Linked DNA regions of Rattus norvegicus: regions 2 and 3 are each linked to region 1. Evidence: chromatin contacts called from public Hi-C data. All regions are on one chromosome and are shown on one strand. Each heading gives the region's core, a stretch centred on a gene start, on an enhancer-like site or on the middle of the called end of the contact. The rest is flanking DNA. Distances are from core to core; before and after follow the strand shown.

The links. Hi-C and Micro-C count contacts between places; a contact is called where the count stands out from the background.
Region 2: a Hi-C map of the A7r5 cell line shows a contact between it and region 1, with 6 times the contacts expected there. The contact joins two enhancer-like sites. A contact is called at or near these places in 3 of 12 Hi-C or Micro-C datasets (the A7r5 cell line, Schwann cells and psoas muscle).
Region 3: a Hi-C map of the A7r5 cell line shows a contact between it and region 1, with 6 times the contacts expected there. The contact joins two enhancer-like sites. A contact is called at or near these places in 5 of 12 Hi-C or Micro-C datasets (the A7r5 cell line, the Rat2 cell line, kidney and 1 more).

What each region holds. Positions count from the first base shown.
Region 1 is chr9:98,638,379-98,642,154 of GRCr8, forward strand. No RefSeq gene overlaps it. Among named protein-coding and RNA genes, the nearest start is that of Cops8, 15 kb to the right of the region's middle. Within about 2 kb of position 1,998, at least 8 of the 93 cell types and tissues checked have an H3K27ac peak or open chromatin away from gene starts, as enhancers often do. A contact at or near this core is called in the A7r5 cell line, where this site is marked.
Region 2 is chr9:98,408,819-98,412,594 of GRCr8, forward strand. No RefSeq gene overlaps it. Among named protein-coding and RNA genes, the nearest start is that of Ackr3, 160 kb to the left of the region's middle. Within about 2 kb of position 1,988, at least 1 of the 93 cell types and tissues checked has an H3K27ac peak or open chromatin away from gene starts, as enhancers often do. A contact at or near this core is called in the A7r5 cell line, where this site is marked.
Region 3 is chr9:98,465,843-98,469,618 of GRCr8, forward strand. No RefSeq gene overlaps it. Among named protein-coding and RNA genes, the nearest start is that of Cops8, 190 kb to the right of the region's middle. Within about 2 kb of position 2,064, at least 10 of the 93 cell types and tissues checked have an H3K27ac peak or open chromatin away from gene starts, as enhancers often do. A contact at or near this core is called in the A7r5 cell line, where this site is marked.

The sequences.
Region 1 (3,776 bases), core at 748-3,247:
CCACCCCCACCACCATCACCACCACCACCAACAACAACAACAGCAGCAGCAACAACACCCCATCACCACCACCACCAACAACAACAACAGCAGCAGCAACAACACCCCAACACCACCATCACCACCACCAACAACAACAACACCATCACCAACAACAACAACAACAACAACACCATAACCACCACCACCACCAACAACAACAACAACAGCAGCAGCAACAACACCCCAACACCACCACCAACAACAACAACACCATCACCACCACCACCAACAACAACAACAGCAGCAGCAACAACACCCCAACACCACCATCACCACCAACAACAACACCATCACCACCAACAACAACAACAGCAGCAACAACAACACCATCACCACCACCACCACCACCAACAACAACAACAACAACAGCAACAACAACACTCCCACAGACCCAAAGACAGTATGGTGGGCTGTGCTATGGGACAAAGCTGATCATGAATCAGACAGAGCAGATTACTCACATCCAAGTCACCCACTCTTTTCCTGAACCACTGTTGCATAGAGAGTTCAGTGTCTACCTAAGACTGGAGGACTCCCTCACTGCAGTGCCACCAAGGCGGTGGCAGTCTCCTGCAGGCATTCGCCTGTCCTTGCCGTCTACCATTTACCATGTAAAACATTTAGGAACATGAACAATTTAGTTCTCTAACTACATAACGGTTTGGCAATGAAACAAAGCCTCACGTCTGAGACCAGTTCTGTGGCACGTGCTAAAATGTGGTCCTGATCCCACAGCCGTGGGGACACAGAGGACAGTTCAGGACTGAGATAAAACAAGAGCAGAGGTCATGCTCAGAGCTGGGCCTCTGCAGTCCTGTAGGTCCCGCTGGCTCTGATGCCTGGTGATGCAAGGTGATGCCTGGGTGTCTCTGACCTCTCACACTTTGTCCTACCCAAGACCACCTGCCCCTCAGGTCCTGTGTGGTGTCCTTGAAGCCCTGTGGTGAAAGGCAGACTCATAGGTAAGGCTGGGGACTCGCTGCACAGTTCTGCTTTGTTCACTGAGGTGAGAGACCAGTGTGGTGTTAGTGTGAGGTGGGCCCAGGTCTTCAGAGCAGATCCTCTCAGCTCCATGGACTGTGGAGCCAAGTAGCTCAGACATAGACTCTGACCGTGTCAGAGGTGCTCAGTGTGGGGAAGTTAGGGATACACTCACGGGAATGGTAGCCTCACAAAGGTAGTCCTCCCCAGAGACACCACGTAGGTCTCAAGGAAGAACCTGGCCACAAGAATTAGGGGACCCTGTGGGAGTGTCTGAGACACACCAGAAGTTAGTATTTCAAGATGAGACAAACTCCCAAACCCAAAGGACACTCACTCCACAGGCTAACAGGAGGAAACAGTAACACTGTGCTGTTTAAATGAGTTTCCAGAAGATGTTTCCAACCATCAGGTCTGAATTCCTTCCGGGCTACATGCGTCTCCCAAGTGCACTGTTTTTCCTCCCTGCTGTGTCCTCAGGGCCACACACTAGACCCTGGAAAGTCTCTGTGGTTCTTATTGTCTGAAGCCTTGGTACGTGTCTTGGTGGGACAATCAGGGACCATGGACGGGGAGGTGGCCAGCAGCATAAGCAGCAAGTGTATAGAAAGGGGGGAACTTTTGCATGAAACTCAACCCCTCCATGGGCCTGTAGTTTGAGGACTAGAACAAAGTCACAGGATGACTTGAGGTACCACAGCCTGGCTCTTACCCTCTTCTAGTGCCCTGTGTGCATGTGCACATGTATTAGTATGAGAGGATGCGTCTGAGTGCATAAGTGTGTATATACACATGTATCTGTGTCTGTACACACTCCCAGACTGAAGGTCACTCCTAAAGATGACAACTCTTCAGCCTCAGCTGAACTAGGAATCGTACCAATCAAATTTTAGGGGGAGTCTAACCGCCTTTGTCTGCCTTGCTTTTGCAAATCCAGAACTAGTCTTTCCTTGACTGATCTGTGCCTGGTCAGAGACTTTGTGATGAGCGCCACCTTGTGGTACCTTTCATATTTCCCAGGAGCAGGAAGTAATGGTCTGAGGCTGGTAGTAAAACCCATTACCAAACTCCAGCTCTTCAGCCTCTCCTCTCCTGGCCTCTCACACTTGCATACTCATGTTAAACCCACCCTATTCTGCCATCCCCACCTTAGAGCCCAGGCCCATCCCAGAGCCACCCCAGTTCCCAAGCAAAGCTGTTATAAGAGTTTACAGACAACATCTCAAACTGTAAGCTGAAATAAACCTTTTTGTCGTGATAATGTTCTCGCCTCCAGTATTTTGTTCTAGCATCAGAAAGCAAACTAAAGCAGAAGAGAAAAGACCTGTGCATCTTGTTTAAAGTGCCTCTGGGAAATCCCAAAAGACTATACAAAAGGTAAAAGTAAGAGGGACTTTACAAAAGGTAAAAAGTAAGAGGATAGTGAGTCCCTATCCTCCTGGGCAATCCACGGAAAAGGATGCTTCAGTCAGTTTCATAGAACACTCCAGACCTATAACGGGAAGGTTTGGGGTTTGAGCTAGAAGCACTATCCAGCCTTCTGCTTGCAGGTGGAGAATGGCTTCATATCGCACCCACCTCCTATATCGCTCTGTCCTGCTGAGCTCCTATTGAAAACAACCAGCTGTGATCTTCCTACTTAAAGCTCTAAGTCACGGGCGTGGGGCAGCATGAAGTGGACCACAGGACAGGAGACAGGACAGAGATGCTTGGAGCGCTGCAGTTTGCTTCTCCTGTCTTATCTCTGCAAGTGTCCTTTACTCCTCTGTCCACAAACTCATGGTAACAGCTTTGCTAGGGAATTAAACCGGGTCCCACAATCCATGGAGCTACACTTTCTCCACAGGTGCCTCCATCCCTCCAACCTCCAGCGCCCTGGGAGCCCAGGTAAGTGTGGTTGCCACAATGACAGGTGGGTATTGCTAATTCTCAAACTCCAGAATTTTACCTTGAAAGTGTTAAGGCAACTTTTAAAATGTTTTCAAATTAAAAACAGAGAGGAAGCTAAGGACAGAGAGAATCTGATTCATCCCATGGCTGTGGGGAACCTGGAGTTGTATCTAGCCCCCTTCCCTGGCTCCTGCCCCCCACACACAGGACACAGTCCCTTCCTACTTTCTATTCTGGTTTGAGCAAGGTATGGTCTCACATAGTCCAGCCTGGCCTTGAACTCACTAAGTAGCCAAGGATGAACTCACTACGTAGCCCAGGATCTTTCTGCCTTTTTTTTTTTTCAAATGTCACACACACACAGCTTAAAAAGACACCCTTTTGAGGCAACATGGAGAAAACATCATATTTTCTTACCTTTTTGCCACAAACAGAGCAGAGCCTCTGCTCTCCTGTGCCTAGTGTGTATTTTGAGGGTCTGTCCAGGCCTCTGTCCATGTTCCCAATGCGTTTCTGGTCTTTTTCACCTCCATTTTCCCTATCAAACTGTGCGTGTTCCCATTCTTTTTCTGTTTCCTGTTTTTCTTCTTTTTGGTTGAAAAGTATCGTGGTTCTCTTTGTCAAAGTGGTGGAGGCTGGGGAGGCAGCTCTGTGGTTAAGAGCACTGGCTGCTCTTGTAAGGGACCCAGGTCCGATTTGCAAACGCCACATGGTGGGTCACAAGGGTAGGTCTGAAACTCCAGTTTCAGAGGATCTGATGTCCTCTCCTGGCCTTCATGGCCACTGCATATATGTAGTGTCCATACAGACATGCAGGTAAGATGCTCACACCCATAAAAAATAAAATGTTTTAAAAAATCAGG
Region 2 (3,776 bases), core at 738-3,237, 230 kb before region 1:
AATACCAGGAGTGGTATAGATGGATCACACAGTGTTTTGAGAACCTTCTACAATGACTTCCACAGTGGGCTGGTGTAAATGTAAGATTCCTGGCCTATGATTCTCTCTGTACATCAGATCCACAGGAATACTTCTCTTTCTTAGGACTACTGTGTCATCTAAATGGTCCTCACATCTGTTGCTCCCTAAGAATATCTTTCTGTTGACTTTGAGGTCTGTGCCTTGAGAGCAAGTGTCAGGGCAAAGGGAAGATGCTAGATAATGTCTTTAAACATATTTGATGAGATGCACACTGTATTAACCATATTACAAACACTTTTGACAATATCCTACTTTTATATAACATTGTGATCATAGCTCTCCCTTTTGTTAACATACCTCCTCCTTACAGTGATTCCTGCTCCTCTCTCTCTCTCTCTCTCTCTCTCTCTCTCTCTCTCTCTCTCTCTCTCTGTGTGTGTGTGTGTGTGTGTGTGTGTCCCTTTCTGTCTGTCTCTCTGTCTCTGTCTCAGTCTCTCATACTCATAGAGTGGCACAGCTCTCACACTTAGTGAAGCATCTTTTAGTAGAGAGCAATCATTAGACCAGAGGGTTCTAACTCAACAAAGTTTTGAGAATAGGAGATGCTGAGGGCTCTGCCTTGAGTGGCACATCTCTATCACCTGAAACTCTGTTCCCATTACATGATGAGAGTGTGCCTTTGCCCCTCTTGCCATTCTTAGACACTGCCAGTCTACTTTCTATTTCTGTGAATTTGGCAACTCTAAAACCTTGCAATAGTGGGATGACAGTGCTATTTGAGTTTTACATCTGGCTTATTTTACTCAGTATAATGTCTTTGAGGTTTGACCATGTCATAACATATCAGAAATTCTTCCTTTTCAAGACTGAATAATATTCCACTGTATGAATACACCACATTTTCCATTTATCTACTGATGGACATGTCTATTGCCTTCACATTTAGCCTTTGTGAACACTGCTGCTGCTTATTCCTATACAGATGCAATGGCTGGCTCTTCAAGTCCCTGCTTGCACTTTTGTGGACTTGCTAGTGTGACAGTACTCTGTTGAATGCTTTGAGGCCCAGTCTTTGATCTTCCACAGCAAGTTTGTCACTAGAATTCTCTCCACCCTGATCCTCACCCACACTCATTAGTCTCTGGTTTCTGCTCATAGCCATTCACATGGCTGTGAGGTGACATCTCCTCATGCTTTGGATTTGTCATCCCCTAATAACTAGTGGCAAGCATTCCTTCCTGACTAACTTATCGACCAACCATAGATCTTTAGAGACATGTCTGCGCATGCCCTTTGCCCATTTAATCAAGAGGGGGCACGTCTTTGCTGTTGCTGTTTATTTACAGAAGTGCTTCATGCCAGCTAGATACTAAAATCTCATCAGACGCATACATGCAACTATTCCCCTCTGCTGCTGGTGGCCTTTGCACTATGTTTACTGTGACCTGGGATCTTTTTGTTTGGTCGAAGGCCATTCCTTCATTTTCCCTCTTGCTACTTCTCACACGCCATAGCCAGGCATCTCTTGGTGGTTATTGAAGGACCAGATGGAAATGGGAGAATATTCCGTGGTGAGTCTCTTACAGCTTCAGTAGACAGCAATCATAACTGGAAGCTTGCACCCGTGTCTGTCACATCTGCTCCCTGCCAAGACTGTGTGAACTGAGAAGTGTATCTGTCTCTTGAAGAGAGGTCAGCCTTCCACTGACACTCCTTCCCTAACCTCAGGTTCCACCAGGGTTCAGCTACCACAGGGCCCTGGAGCCCAGTTTTGGGAAGCTAAGTGGGCAAACACCCCTCAAGTAAACATAGACTTCCGTGACCCCTGCCCCACTGGTTGTACATCACTTTCAAACATCTGTGTGTGCACAGCCTGCCCCCACACACGGGAGTATGCATCATCTCCTAATATCTCGCTCTTTAACGACGATGTGGATATTTAACATCGTCTCTGGCATTTGGAATGTGAGAGTTACATGCTCCAATCTGTGTATATTATGCTTGGGTAAAAACAGAAGTTTCTAGAGGCTGGTGAGATGACTCAGGCCTTAAAGGGGCTCCTTTCCCCTCTCCCCCTTCCTTCCTCTCCCCTTTCTCATTAGCATTTGACTGATTCCCAGAGTCCCCGAATACCTTCCAGAGACTGGAGACTGTCACTTCTAGAAAGCCCTGTCATTTCTAGAAAATTCCTTGCATCTGATTCCCCTCTTGTCACTATTCCTAGTCCCTTAATGTGACTCAGAGTTGCTGACATATCTTCTCTTAGAATGGTCTACTTGTCCTTCTGCCTCGATTTCTCTCCCCGCCTGCATCTGCAGCCATTTTCCTCTCTCTGAGATCCTGCCACAGAGCTGCTCACAGTTCCAGGTGTTTTCCCCACCAGGAAAAACCCAACACCCTCGTCCTCTTATCTAAAAATGTGTCCTCTTATCAAAAAATCAGAGGGATAAGCACACCCTGCCCTCCAATACTACACAGGGAGGGAGAGTGAATTGAAGTGACTTGAGAATTTGTGTAAAAAGCCTTAACCAAAATGCAGATGTCTGAGTCTCCCAGAGCTGTTCCACCTCCCACCTCACATACCCCTGCTTCGGTCACGCAGTTCTGCTCAGTTCAATTTCCTTCCTAAGCTTCCAGAACACTCTGTGGCTAACATGTGAAAGCAAATGAGAACACAAAACAGACAGGCTGCAGAGCCCACAGTTGGGATGACTACAGCTGTGCTGGGGTCAATTCCCAAGTGAGGAGGAGATGCTGGGTGGCTGGGAGGAGGCCAGAGAGAGCAAGTTCCAAACCAACCAACAAATCTAATTAGCCAGAGCAGCAGCTGTCCACCGGCCATCCGGTGAGCCCCGGTACTGCCTGCAGTCATTCTCTGAGCTAATGCTCTTGGAACAGATACACCTAGGAGCTACCCTCTGTCAGACAGGAGACCCTGCTGTCCATTCAGCAGGAGCTGAGGTGGAGAACCACTAAGCAAGCTGTTTTATGAGGAAGAGATGACGTGGGTTTTCCCACATCTGTTTTTTCCATCTGACCAGTTTACTCAGCTCTTGCAAGAAATTGTAGGAGAGCTGAGCCATCCTGAGGTTCATGGAGGAATGGGGCTCTTATTAGTTTTGTGTTAAAACAAACATGAGGTGTAGCGGCTGGCGCAGAAATGCTCAGTGGAAGGAGCTGTTTATGGGACATCTACATTTCTCTGATTTCACACGTCTGTGGTATTCTTTATTTCATCGTTTTTCTGGGGCCTCCAAAGAAATTGTTTCCCAGAATCCATGTGGCTTAAAGATTCTGGGTACTGCTATGTCTTGATTTAGACAGAATCAATTTAGAGGCCTTCTAAAGCCACTGTTCAGAATTGTTCCCAGAAAAGAGCTGAAATAGTACAAAACTTCAAAAAAGAATCAGTGCGTGCTCCCTCTGTGATGGTTTTGAAATGATGTAATTTTTTAAAAAAAATATTGGGAAGTTTCTGTAAACCATGCCACCAGCCACATGGCTGCATCTGTAGATGTTTGACCACAGGTATTAGTGACAAATCTCCTGGCTCTATCATTCTGATAGGTCACATCACCAGAAGTGTGGTTCACACTTGAGGCCTAGACAGTGGGACCTATGTCTACACAGTGTCCATCCACACCTTCACTGGACAAAGTGTGTCCTGAACCATTGTGTTATCCCACGCACAGGGAATGGAGTTTCCTCCATTGCTATGATTCTCCCTTTACAGCTCTGCTTATAGACTGTAATCA
Region 3 (3,776 bases), core at 814-3,313, 170 kb before region 1:
AACCTTTCAACGACACAGGCAAGCTCTGCGGGGAGATGAAGACATTGCCTAACTGTGTATTTGGACAGAAAAGGGAGTGTTTCGGGCTCAGCTAAGCTGAGTCCCACCACAGTGATGGGTAGAGCACCTTCCCCCATGTGCACTGTTTGAGATCCTCCAAAGGCAAAACACACCACTGTGTTGTGAGTTTTAAAATGTTATTCAGTCTATTAACAAATAGGGAAATCCTAGCCACCGTATTGTATCTGTGACAAACAGGCTGTGGTCTAAGAGGAGAGCCATAGGTCTGTACCGAGTAGAACACGGCCCAGTGTTTGAGGACTAAAAATGGCGGCAGCTCCACTGTGGTTGCTGTTGGGGTGGGTGGGATCTAGGGCTGTTGTGGTCAGAAATGGAAGCCAGCATTAACTGATGTACTACACAGCTATCTGAACTGTCACAGGGGTCAGGGACCCAAGTAAATGTCAACACCAGTTGTTACGCAAGGGACCCAGGAATTGTCGGAAAAGAGTCAAAGCCATGAAAGACAGGCAACCCCAACTGTTTAAACTCATTCTCCTTGTTTGGAAAAACCATGCAGAATTACTATGATGCTAGGATTAGTCACTGATTCCCCTCACCCTGGCTTCACAATAGCAGTGAATCTCATCCCTTTGATGCCTCCTTTCACTTGAACCCACATGTAGAAACAAACAGTCTTGGTGTGGTGGAACACTGTGATTTGGAAACAACTGCTATTGGCTATGTGAATTTATTAGTTTATGAATACCTCATTTATCATATTCATTGATATTTTGAGGAACTCCCTGTTAATACTAAATCTTCTATTTGCTTGTCGTATGGGCTGAAAGTTTCCACAATGCACATTTACTTTTAATGTTTCACGGGTCAGTTTAATTTCTACATGCATCTCATTTCTAGGTTTAAGAAAACAATGTTAAATGTCCCCTGCTAAATTCCGATCATGGTGTCATGCTTGCAAACACCACATTTAGACACAGATTTGTTTGACTATTAAAATGCTATTTGAAAAATGTTTCGTTATTTTATGGCTTCGTTTTATTTTTTTAATTTTTTTTATTAACTTGAGTATTTCTTATTTACATTTCGAATGTTATTCCCTTTCCCGGTCTCCGGGCCAACATCCCCCTTACCCCCCCCTTCCCTTCTTTATGGGTGTTCCCCTCCCCATCCTCCCCCCATTACCTCCCTCCCCCCAACAATCACATTCACTGGGGGTTCAGTCTTAGCAGGACCCAGGGCTTCCCCTTCCACTGGTGCTCTTACTAGGCTATTCATTGCTACCTATGAGGTTGGAGCCCAGGGTCAGTCCATGTATAGTCTTTGGGTAGTGGCTTAGTCCCTGGAAGCTCTGGTTGCTTGGCATTGTTGTTTATATGGGGTCTCGAGCCCCTTCAAGCTCTTCCAGTCCTTTCTCTGATTCCTTCAACGGGGGTCCTGTTCTCAGTTCAGTGGTTTGCTGCTGGCATTCGTATGGCTTCGTTTTAAAAGCATCTCTCTAACATCAATCCAGTGGCTCTACGCCTGGCTCGCCAGCTGAGAAAAGGACCTAAGCCAATCAGCTAGTGCATGACCTCATCCTCATCGGATAACTCAGGCAACAATTACTTATAGATTAGTAAGATAGCAGAAGAGGTTGGCTTGACTTCACTTGGCCTGACATGACTATTACCTTTTCTTTTGGGGGGTGTGTCTCACATGGTAGGGGTTTAGAGCAGTCTGCCTGGCCCTAGAGAGCAGAGCTTGGCTTATGCAATGGAGGAGTCATGGAAGAGCTGACACATTAGCAGAGATGACAGTAGAAGATTCTCACAAGGATGCCAGATAGGCGCCGTGACAAGGTTCTCTCCAACCCAGAGCTGACCTACAAGAGCTCCCCTGGCCTCCCAAAGGAGGGTGGTTATCAGGCAGCAACTTCATTACACTGGTGCTCTGGAGACATTTGGTTCTCAGTGGGCACCCTGACCCCAACTCTGCCCCATGTGAGAACAAAGCCACGGCACCCATAGCAGCTGTCCACTCTCTCATGACTAAGGGCTGTGGGATCTGGGAAAGTATTTGCTCTGTTTACTTTGGGCCAGAAAAAGTCGCATCTTGTTTGTGTGTAGATGTTTAGCAACAGAGAGATTGGGCAGTCTAAATTTAATAAATACTAAAAATATCATTGTTCCGATACGAAATACGATCAGCATTTTCCCACCTGGTGGGCTGGTGGGACTTGCATCCCAGGATCCCACAAACATGGATTAGCATGAGTTTTCTCGTCTTAGGAATTTTTTCCTGGGCCAGAGCCTGGCATTTCATCCGCGAGCCCAGTGAGCTCAACTATCTCATCTATGTAAGGCCATGACACTTGGTCCCTACAATTTCAAATATAGGCAGAATGCCCCTGGTGGATGTTCTCAGTGAAGCCAAGAGAGCTAGTTCATACTGCCATGAGAAAAATATCCAGGCAGCCTGGACCTCTCTCACAGCACCTTGTAAGGACATGGCTCACAAGCTCAGTATCCATCATGGCTCCCACTGAGGCCCCAAGAGCTAGGTTGGGCCTCAGGCATGGTTTGGATGCCCATGGAGACATCTGCCTATGTTCATGACAGAAGAAAGGGGAGAGGAGCCTTAAGCAGTTTGATTCTACTTTTGTCTGATGTGTGAGTGAATTTTCTCCTTGCTGTGTCCAAAGGCCTGACCAAGGTACCTGACTCAAAGCCAAGGTTCAGTCCATCATGGTGGAAAAGGGATGGCAGCTGGTACATTGTTTCTACAGCCAGGAAAAGAGAGAGAGAGAGAGAGAGAGAGAGAGAGAGAGAGAGAGAGAGAGAGAGAGAGAGAGAATGAATGAATACTGGTGCCCAGCTGGTTTTCCCTTTTTAATTCAACCTCAAACCCTATGGGATGATGCCGCCCACCGTTAGGGTATGTTTTCCCTTCTTTTTTTTTCTTTTTTTTTTTTTTCTGGAGCTGGGGACCTTGTTTTTCCTTCTAAGTTAACCAAATCTACAATCTCCTTCATAGATATTCCCAGAGATAGTGTCTATAAAGAGAGTCTGCCTCCTGTCAAGTTGACAGCCAGTATTAACTACCACAGCCCCTACCTGAACAGTCTACACTAGGGTTGAAGGGAATGGAGTGTGGATGGTGTGGGGTTGAAGGACCTGATCCAATGGCTCACCTGACCTTCCAGTATGTTGTTTTGTTAGAATTAGTTGTGATTGACATTCTCAGGGATGACCAAGTAGCCTCAGGCCTCTGGCTTCCTCGGCAGGTGTGGGCCTTGGGCAGGTGAGAGAGCCCTCTCCTCCCTGTAAGTAGGGAACGGAGTCACTATGAGAAATGAGCATCTGTGTTTCTCCTGCACATTCAAGTGCACATGTGTGCAGTGTACCTGTGTTTTACATTTTGATTTATTTGGAATATATTGCTGTAAAAATTATAAAAAAAAATAGGGGTTGGGGATTTAGCTCAGTTGTAGAGCGCTTGCCTAGCAAGCCAAGGCCCTGGGTTCAGTCCCCAGCTCCGAAAAAAAAAGAAAAAAATTATAAAAAAATAAAAGCTATCTTTTTACCCCACACTAGATCTGGCACCGCAGTGCCCCAAGGTATCTGGTAGATGGCTTTATATCAGTCAGCAAAGCCTCTCGCCTGCTTTGCTCTGTCCCACATCACACTGCTGATGGCTTCTCCCTGAGCCTGGCAACAATCTCTCTACCCATCTATTTCCCAAGGCAGGTTGCCACCATGCCAGAAATATGCATC